Linked DNA regions of Sus scrofa: region 1 is linked to region 2. Evidence: chromatin contacts called from public HiChIP or PLAC-seq data. All regions are on one chromosome and are shown on one strand. The core of a region is the stretch at or near the end of the contact, and the rest is flanking DNA. Distances in the headings are between cores, read along the strand shown. Region 1 holds the start of TOP1 (DNA topoisomerase 1). Region 2 has its middle 34 kb from the start of TOP1.

Region 1 (4,796 bases), core at 2,250-4,749, 33 kb after region 2:
AGTAGAGCAGCTCCCTGATTTACATACTACAGATTCCTCTGCAAGACAAGAGACCAAACCACTTTCTCCTTCCTAGTTCCCTAGTCTCAAGGAAGTTGGTTAGAGTGACTCGGCCTGGATCAGCTTGGGTCGCACAGCTGTAGCCAGAGGGACCACAGCCTATTTGTACATAAGTACATTGTGCAGAAGGACAGTTTCCCTGAAAGGCAGAAGTTGTTCAAACAACCCTAGATGTGCTCAGTTCTGGGATCCAAGAGTTGGGCCAATGTAATAAGAACAATCCCAAGAGAGAAGCAAATGAGTGTGGGCTGGATCTTGGGTGACCATCTAGATCAGGTGGCCTAAGGGCTAGTCATTCCAAAGAGCCCAGTCTTAAGAAGCATTCTCTGTGTGTGGGTGGCGGGGGTGGGGAGGGTTTCTGGGCTTATACACATTTTGAAGACGCTGCACGCCATGTCCCTCTTAAGATTCATATGTGTGGTGTTCCTGCTGTGGTGTAGTGGATTAAGAACCCGACTGCAGCAGTTGGGGTCGCTGAGGAGGTACGGGTTCGATCCCTGGCCCAGCGCAGTGGGTTGAAGGATCTGGTGTTGCTGTAGCTGTGGCCTAGGTCTTCAGATTCGATCCCATTTAAAGAAAAAAAAAAAAAAAGATTCACATGTGTATCAGTATAGGGATGACCTGAGAAGTCTTGTGGAAAAAGACTTGTTTAACTTACAATCGTAACAGTGTCTGTATTTGTGTATAGAACCCTTCTTTTTTAGTGGAATAGTGATGAATCATCCACCTTTCACAGTGCACATGCTGGAAACAGGCTGACAACGTCAGCTGTCATCCGCTGATGGTCTGGGATGGTCTGTGAGTGAGCAGTCTTGAGTTAAAGCCGTGTTTCCCAGGCCTCGTTTATTTCCCTCTGACCTTTCCTGAGTTTGTCTTATGTGTTCCCTTGTGCCATTCTTTGCTATTTTTATTTAAATCAATCAACCTTTTTTTTTAGGGCCTCACCCACAACATATGCAGGTTCACAGGCTACAGATCAAATTGGAGCTCTAGCTGCCAGCCTATGCCACAGCAACAGCAACGCCAGATCCGAGCTGCATCTGCAACCTACACTGCAGCTCAACAGCAACGCTTGATCCTTAACCTACTGCGCAAGGCCAAGGATAGAACCCACGTCCACATGTCCACATGGATACTAGTCGGGTTCATTTCCACTGAGCCACGATGGGAACTCCCCGGCCAACTTTTTAAAAAGCTTCATCCTAAACAGTGATATCCTTAAAATCATGGATTTGATGTGGTGGTTAAAATTTTTTCCCTCACACACATGGAAATATTTACATAATGATTTAAAATTAAAATGTCTGTATTACCTATAATCTCCCCAAGTACTAGGGTTAGTGGACCATATCCTGGGGATACCAGATTGAAGTATCAGGAGTCAGAGAATGGCCATGTGGCCTTGGGTAAGCCAACCACCCTCTGAGCACTGCCAGCCTTGTATGTTGGCAAAGAAGTGCAGCCTGTGACAAGACACCCAGATACCTGCATATTTGTGCACAGGGACCATGCTTGGTGTGTCATTTTGGAGTGTGTGTTTTTAGGCCTACCCAGATTTTCCTTGGAGGTACCTGGAAAATGCATGCAGAGTTTCCCCGGCTTTAGGGGATGGTGGAGGAGTAGTGGTGGGAGGCGCTATTATTCCTTAAGGCAGTCCTCGAGTTACTTTGGCCTGACTGCAGCAAACAGGTAGTAGTCACACGCCTCACCTGGTGGCCTGGGATTAATTCCGAGATGGGAGGACTATGAAGAAAGACACCGAAAGCAAGATGAAACTGGTTTTGGTAGCTTGCTTGAGAGAAAGAGCATAGCTGTGGAGTCAAGCAGACCTGAGTTTGAATCCAAAACTCATCAATTAGTAGCCTTGTATTCTCAAACAACTTAAAAAAAAACAAAAACAAGAAAACAAAAAAAACAAAACCTTAAAATTCCACCATTACAGAACATTGTAAATCAACTATATGTTAATTAAAAATTTTTTTCACCATTATCGCCATTGTCCAGATGAGGAAATAGGGGTTCAGAGAAGTTAAACAACTTTCCTGAAGTCACACAGCTAATCAACAGAAGAGCAGAATTCAAAATTAGATTGGTTTATGGAGTTCTCTCTTGGTCCAGTGGGTTAAGAATCCTGGGTTGTCATTGCTGTGGCTCTGGTTACAATTGTAGCACGTTTCATCCCCAGACAGGGAACTTCCGCATGCATGAGTGTGACCAGGAAGAAAAAAAAAAAAAAAGAACTTTGAACTTTGTACTAAGATGAGAAGTACTGTTGGAGGGGATAATAGATCTGGTGTAGAGAAATTACTTTGGCTACTGTTGCAGAGCAACTTGTGAGAGGGCCAGAAGGGAAGCAGGGATCCCTGTTAGGAATGTATTATGTAGTATAATCCAAGCAAGAGATAATGCAGACTTCGACAGGTGTGTGGCCAAGGGAAAGATTGAAAACATGCAATCAGCTGGATGAATGAGAAAGAAAAGGAAGATGTCCAGGGTGGAGCTTTTCTAACTGGGTGGTGGAGGAAGATGGTGAGTTTAGGGAAGTTTGTGAGGTATCCAAAAGGAGATGTCAAGTAGGCAGTTAGTAGGTCACTTATCTCTGACACAATTAAACTTTAGTAAAATAGGCGACCTCAAAGAGCTATTGTGTCAAATCAGAGCAGAGTAGATGCTCCATAAGCGGCAGTTCTCTCTCCAATTCCTCTCCCCTAGGCCTCTTTGCGCGCTAAGGATACAGCAGGGCACAGAGCCAGGTCGTGTTCACCCCGCGATCTGGTTCTCTTTGGTCCCTATCCTATCCTTTTTCTTAACGCAATTCCTGGCTCAGGAAGGTCTGAAGAAAGAACTAATGAAATTAGGCCTCTTGAGACCCAGGGCCACACGTACCCGACTGAAAACGGGAGCTAAACCAGACTTTTGGTGGGCTGAAAAAAAATAAAATAAATTTTAAGAAAGCATGAAATAATCGAGGAATTGGAAAGCCTGGACAAAGGCTGGGGAAGGAGCTCCTCCCATCAAATAGCCTCGGAGTATGGTTAACGAGAGAGGAATAGCCGGTGAGAGCTCAGGGGCCCTGAACGCCAGGGTTTCTGAATCTCCGAGAAGAGGAAAAAGCGAGACAGAAGCACGGACCAGGCCTGGCGCGGTCCCGCCGCGGCCTTTAAAGGCCCACCACGTGGCCGAGTGGCCGGCCCCGGTCCGGAGGCGGTGTCCGGGCTGAGCCTGCGCACAGCCTAGGGGAGGGGCCTGGTTTCCGAGAAAAGGCGCTGGGAGAGGAAAAGAAGGCTGCTCAGGATGTGCGGCCGTGGGAGGAGTCAACTTCTCATGCAAATCACAGCGGCGCGCGAGGACTAAGGGGCGGGGCTTACGATGCAAAGCCAGGTCCTCCTTGGGAAGTGCGAGGGGGCGGGCCCCACAACCCTCGGCCTCCTTCCGCGAGTCTCTGACGTCAGCGACGTCTCATTTAAAAGCGGCCGCGCAGGCGCAGTGAGCCGAAATGCGAACTTAGGCTGTTACACAACTGCTGGGGTCTGCTCTCGCCTCCCGCCCGGCAGTCAGTCAGCGTCGCCGCCGCTGTCGCCGCCTCAGCCTTACCGGGAGTCTCAGGCCCGCCCCGCCGACGTTTACTCGCGCTTCCGGGAGCCTTCGGGAGCCTCCGGAAGCCCCTGTCCACCCGCACAGGCCGGTAGCGACCGTCTGCGTCTCCTCGGCGCCCCTCGCCGCCCGCCGCACTCGCCACTCCTGCCGACATGAGTGGGGACCATCTCCACACCGATTCCCAGGTACGGCCCTGCCCGACCCGCCTGGGTCCCCGGCGCCGCCCCGGCCCTCCAAGACCCCCGGCGCAGGCCCCGGCCTCGGCCTGGCCGCTTTGACAGGCCGGAACCCCTGGGTAGGGGCGGCCGGCCGGAGGCGATGGGCTCCCCGGGCGGAAGCCGCCAACTTCCAATTTTGGGGGGCTGGCGGGCCCTGGCGGCCGTTCCCGGGGCCCCTCCATCCCGGGGGGCGCAGGGTGGGACCGGCCCACGGCCGCGCGCGCTCGCCCGCCGGCCGCCGCGGGGTGAATGTGCCTGTTGTTTCACGGTCCCTCCTTTTCTCTCCCCAGATCGAGGCGGATTTCCGACTGAATGGTGAGTGTGCCCCCTCCCCGACCCCGGGTCCCCGGCCGCCCGGCCCGAGCCGGGCAGAGGACAGACATGGCGTCCCAGAGACTAAGTCCCGGCTTCTCGCTCACCGGCCCCATTGTTCCCATCGGGCCGCCTCTGGACCCCCTTTCCGGGGACCCCACTGCCCCCATATCGCGGCCCTCCCAAGAGGGGGCAACGGAGACCCCGCGTCGCCCGTCACCGGGCGTCGGGCAGCCTTTCCGGGCCCGGATTCCTCCCGGGAAAGTCGCCCTGTCGACAGTCGGGACTTAGTCTCTGCGCCATTTTCTTTTTCTCTCTCCTCTCCTTTCTGTGCTTGTGTCTCTTTCTCTCCCTCCCTCGGCTCCTTCCCTGAGCTGCCCAGAAAGAGCTTTCTGCAGAGCAAAGCCATATAAATCACAGACCTCAGCAGAGGGAAGGGTGGGAGCCTGAATTGTTACTATTTTTTTCCAAAGAGAACTTTATTTGAGGGGTTATTCCCCTACTGCTTCTTGTTTGTTTCCTTTTCTGCTTCCAGAATGAAAGATACCCTTGAGCAACTGTTGATCCCCCCACCCCTTCGGTGAGATGTTTGATGGTTAGAATTAGGGC
Region 2 (5,044 bases), core at 2,426-4,925:
AGAGTAATGAGGGATCCGAGCTGCATCTGCAACCTACACTGCAGCTTGGGGCAGTACCAGATCCTTAACCCACTGAACGAGGCCAGGAATCAAACCCACATCCTCATAGACACTATGTCGGGCTCTTAACCCACTGAACCACAACAGGAACTTCACAGGGACCATTTGGAAAGCTGCCTTCCAGCTCTGCAAAAAGCAAAAACCAGACCCAAACAAAAAAAAAAAAAAGCCCTGAAGAGCCTAGAGTCCCAGATTCACGTTCCCCCCTCCCACTTTATCTGACTTGCTGGCTCCAGGTCTGGACTCCGGGGTTGGATATGGTGCAGGAAACACGAGGCAGAGGTGCTCAGAACACCTTCCAGCCCCCAGTCTGCGCAGGCCGCCACAGCTGGGACCCATCAAGTATCCCTCCTGTAAAAACGGTTCTTTTAGCTGAAAGTCATAAATCTCCTCTTGTTTTAGTGACAGCTTGATTGTTGCCTGTGCTTGCGGGAGACACACACATAGGAAGCGGTCAACCTTCACAGTCGGAAGGGGGAAGTCGGTCACATGCCAAGATCGGAACCTGGTCTATTAATTCCCAGGCAGGAGTGTGAGAAGAGGCTGTGCTGGGAACTGGAGAGCTCACCAGTGACCAGACAAACGCAGGGTATCAGCAAATGTCATGCCTGGGAGCCGTCCTGTCTCCATCTGGAGCCTTAGCAGTTTTCTGCTCCAAACAGACTTGACTGGTCTTTGCACGGAACTCTCAAAGCCAACCTTGTTACTCTTATGTCCATGTTCCTGAAGTGGCCACTTCCCTGTAGCCCTTAAGAACTGGCAATTCAAGAGTGAAAAGGTGGAGTTCCCACTGTGGCTCAGCAGGTTAAGAATCCAAAATAGTCTCTATAAGGATGCAGGTTTGATCCCTGGCCTCCATCAGTGGGGTTAAGGATCCAGCATTGCTGCAAGCTGTGGCTTAAGTCAGAGATGCAGCTTGCATCTGGTGTTGCTGTGGCTGAGGTGTAGGCCAGAAGCTGCAGCTCTGATTCGATCCCTAGCCTGGGAACTTCCATATGCTGCAGGTGGGGCTGCAAAAAGAAAAAAAAAAAAAAAAAAGGTGTTCCCATCGTGGCACAGTGGTTAACGAATCCCACTAGGAAGCAAGAGGGTGTGGGTTCCATCCCTGGCCTTGCGCCGTGGGTTAAGGATCCCACGTTGCTGTGGCTGTGGTGTAGGCCGGCAGCTGCAGCTCCAATTGGACCCCTAGCCTGGGAACCTCCATATGCCACGGGAGCGGCTCTAGAAAAGGTAAAAAAAAAAAAAAAAAAAAAAAAAAAAAAAAAAAAAAGAAGGTAGAGAAATAGAAACAGAGGAATGGGAGAAGGAAAGCTGAGAGCAGCCACTGGTCAAGTTAGTGTGGATAGCACTGCTCAGGGTCCTAGGCACTGGGGAGCCTGGGCCACAGATCTGGCTCTGAGCTTCTTAGCAACCACTGTGAAAAGAGCAACAAGATCCATCACACAATTCATAAGCCCTGTCAGCTAAAAGCAAAAGTGTTCCCCCAAGGAAAATGCTTGTTCCTAGTACTAGGTTGTGGAAGAAATTTATTCTGGGGTTGTCATGGAGAGGCCATGACAAAATGAATGAACACTGTCCTTGGCAAGATCCTGACAATAAATCTTGCAACTGGTTTCCTAGGGCTGTTTCTAATAAGTTTTTTGTTTGTTTTTTTGTTTTGGGGTTTTTTTTTTCTTTCTTTTTTTGGCAGTACCCATGGTCATGCAGCAATTCCCAGGCCAGGGATTGAACCCGCATCACGGCAGCAAGCAGAGCCTCTGCAGTGACAATGCCAGATCCTTAACATGCTGTGCAACAAGGGAACTCCTCTAATAAGCCTTCTTAATGAAGGCCCACAGTATAAGGCTGAAGGCCAGTTTAGTAATAAGAGTGGCTTCCTAGGGAATCCTCCAAGGTTAAGTGCTTCAAAACATCTGTTCAGCTAAGGGTTACTAAGGATAAGCAGGTAAGTGATGAAGTGGTCCCTTATGAGGGTATGTATTTGGGAGATGTGTCAGTGTTTGCTTCCATGCTTCCTACAAGTTGGCAGCTGGACCCAGAGACTTGATCAGACTTGAGTTTAATCCCTTTGGCTAGATTCTCAGTGGGTTTGTGAAACATAAACACTAATGAGTATGAACTATCAATAAGTATGCACAGAAATATGGATGAATTTCACCGACACAGTGTTGAGCAAAAGAAGCCAGACATCAAAATGTATATACTGTATGATTTCAAGTATAATTGACCTGGAGTTCTCTTGCGGTGCAGCAGGTTAAGGATCTGGCGTCGTTACTGCATCAGCTCAGGTTTAATCCCTAGCCGAGGAACTTCCACATGCCACGGGTGCAGCCAGAAAAACAAAACAAAAAATAAAATATCCAATACAGCTGACCCTTGAACAACATGGGGGTTGGGCTGGCAACCCACAGGCAGTCAAAAATCCCCACACAGCTATCACTGCCTCGAAAATGAAGCACTCCCCCAAGGCAGGAAGCTGAAACCCTTTGGACAGAATCGGGACTCAAGCCCTAGTTTTTGGTTTTGTTTTCTTTTTTAAAAAAAAATTTGGGGAGTTCCTGTCATGGCTCAGTGGAAAGGAATCCGAGTAGGAACTATGAGGTTGTGGGTTTGATCCCTCGCCTCACTCAGTGGATTAAGGATCCTGCATTGCTGTGGCTGTGGTGTAGGCTGGCTTCGATTCGACCCCTAGCCTGGGAACCTCCCTATGCCACAAGAGCAGTCTAAAAGGACAAAGAAAAAAAAAAAGAAAAAGAAAAGAAAAGAAAACTCAAGTACTATACTTATTGAAAAAAAAATCCACATGTAAGTGGGCCAGAGAAGTTTGAACACAAATTGTTCAAGGTCCACTGTATATAGAAGTATAGAAATAGGCAAAACTAATATATGCAGCTAGGAGGCAGGAGAGAGGTTAACCTGGGAGGGAGGGGCTGGAAGGGAGTGTGTGAGGGGTTCTGGGAGGCTGGCAATGGGTGTTGATTACCTGGATGTTCTTTGACCTGTGAAAATTCTTGTGCTCTGGGCACTTTTCTAAGTGTATGTTATGCTTCAATAAAAGGGGGGGTGTTTTTGATTATTTGTTTGTTTTCTTGGAGTTCCCATCATGGCTCAGCAGAAAAGAATCTGACTAGTATCCATGAGGATGCAGATTCTATCCCTGGCCTTCCTCAATGGGTTAAGGATCCAGCGTTGTCGTGAGCTGTGGTGTAGTTTGCAGATGCAGCTCAGATCTGGCTTTGCTCTGGCTGTGGTGTAGGCCAGTGAATACAGCTCCAATTTGAGCCCTAGCCTGGGCACCTCCATATGCCACAGGTGTGGTCCTAAAAAAACAAAAGAGAGGTTTTTTTTGTTTGTTTGTTTGTTTTTTTAAGTGACATCAGGTCATTATAGATGAATTTTAAACTAGGGGTACTCTTTGGAGAGATGGGGTTTCAGGATATGACCAGAGATAGAGCTCCTTCCAGGGCTGGAATGTGGGCTCAGCCGGGATAAGTTTCACTGTGGATAGAGGATCAAGACCCCACCGTGACTGGATCAGGATTCATCCTGAGGGCTCAGTCCCTCCAAGTCTTTGGCTTGACCACTGCCATTCCAGGGTCTGACCACTTGATGTCTCCACTCAACAAGTTGCTAAGTAGGGAGACTGGTGGATAGGGCTGTCCAGACCACGGTGGCCCCGAGCTGGACCTGGGTGGGGAATGACTAGGAGACATCAGAGGACGAATCCAAGTGGAGCAGAGCTGACCTGTCTGGGACTGGGGTCCAGGCCCCGTGGAACAGTGGGCAGTAGAGGGGACCATAGAGGTAAGGCCATCTCAGAGCCCCCAGCTTTGTAAACCACAATGGAAAAGACTATGAAAAAGGAATATATATGTATAACGGAGTCAGTTTGCTGCACAGCAGAAATTAACACAACATTATAAATCAACTACACTTCAATTAAATTTTCAAAAAAGTATATATTTGTAAGAATATATATATGTGTGTGTGTGTGCATATATATATATATATATATATATATGTATATAATTGCTTTGCTATACACCTGAAACTAAACTACATTGTAAATCAACTATACTTCAATAAAAAATTTTAGGAGTTTCCATTGTGGCTCAGCAGGTTAAGAATCTGACTAGTATCCATAAGGATACAGGTTCGATCTCTGGTCTCATTCAGTGGGTTAAGGATCCGGCATTGCCGCGAGCAGTGGTATAGGTCGAAGATGCGGCTCAGATCTGGCATCACTGTGGCTGTGGCGTGGGCCAGCAGCTACAGTTCCGTTTTGACCCCTAGCTCGGGAACTTCCATATGCCACAGATGAGGCCCTAAAAAGAAAAATGAAATTAAATTTTAAGAAAAAGCAAGCCCCCAGCTTTGTCCTCTGTCTCAGTCAGTATTATATCATCCATTCACTCATTCATTCAGTGTTTAATGATCTCCTACTCTGGACCAGGCACTGAGGATTCAAGGGCACATGGGCCATGGTCCCTGTCTTCACCGGGCTCACATCATCCCCACACCTCCTCTCTCCCTGCATCACTCCCTCTAAGCCCCGAAGAACTGCTAGTTTTAGAATCCAAACAGCTCCTCAGCCAGGACCCCCTTTTCCTGTTTGTGGTCTTTTTCCTACCAGGATGTATCTCCCAAAGCGCTGGGGCCTCATCTCTCTTCCAGCCCCTGGTGTCCTCGGAGTCTGTCCCAGAGTAGATGACCAATAAATACGTGTTGGATGGAAGTGGGATAGCAACGAGGTGGTCAGTCCTCCTGCAGCACCAAGCAGGACAGAGCAGGGAGGCCTCTTCTGAGTCTGGGGTGGCTGGCTCCCAGACCTTGCAATTCTTGAAGAAGCCTCTGATGAGGCTTTGTGTGGCGTGGGTGTGGGCGAGTGAGTAGGACCGAGAGCCGGAGGTTTCGGAGCCAGGAGCATTGTAGGGGAACAGAGAACAAGAACGGTGTTGTCAGTCCAGCTCACAGACCCTGGGGC

What was found. HiChIP or PLAC-seq counts read pairs in DNA pulled down with a chosen protein or histone mark.
Region 1: an H3K27ac HiChIP or PLAC-seq map of alveolar macrophages shows a contact between it and region 2. The contact joins the promoter of TOP1 here to the enhancer-like site in region 2. A contact is called at or near these places in 4 of 47 Hi-C or Micro-C datasets (embryonic fibroblasts, epiblast stem cells, fetal liver and 1 more) and 2 of 2 datasets of contacts at active chromatin or transcription factors (alveolar macrophages and skeletal muscle).

Annotation. Positions count from the first base shown.
Region 1 is chr17:43,706,771-43,711,566 of Sscrofa11.1, forward strand. It overlaps TOP1 (DNA topoisomerase 1), which reads left to right and starts at 3,500. Exons shown (of 21, transcript XM_021078395.1): 1 at 3,500-3,842; 2 at 4,166-4,190. The coding sequence starts at 3,810.
Region 2 is chr17:43,673,581-43,678,624 of Sscrofa11.1, forward strand. No RefSeq gene overlaps it. Among named protein-coding and RNA genes, the nearest start is that of TOP1, 34 kb to the right of the region's middle. Within about 2 kb of position 3,676, at least 26 of the 83 cell types and tissues checked have an H3K27ac peak or open chromatin away from gene starts, as enhancers often do. A contact at or near this core is called in alveolar macrophages, embryonic fibroblasts, fetal liver and 1 more, where this site is marked.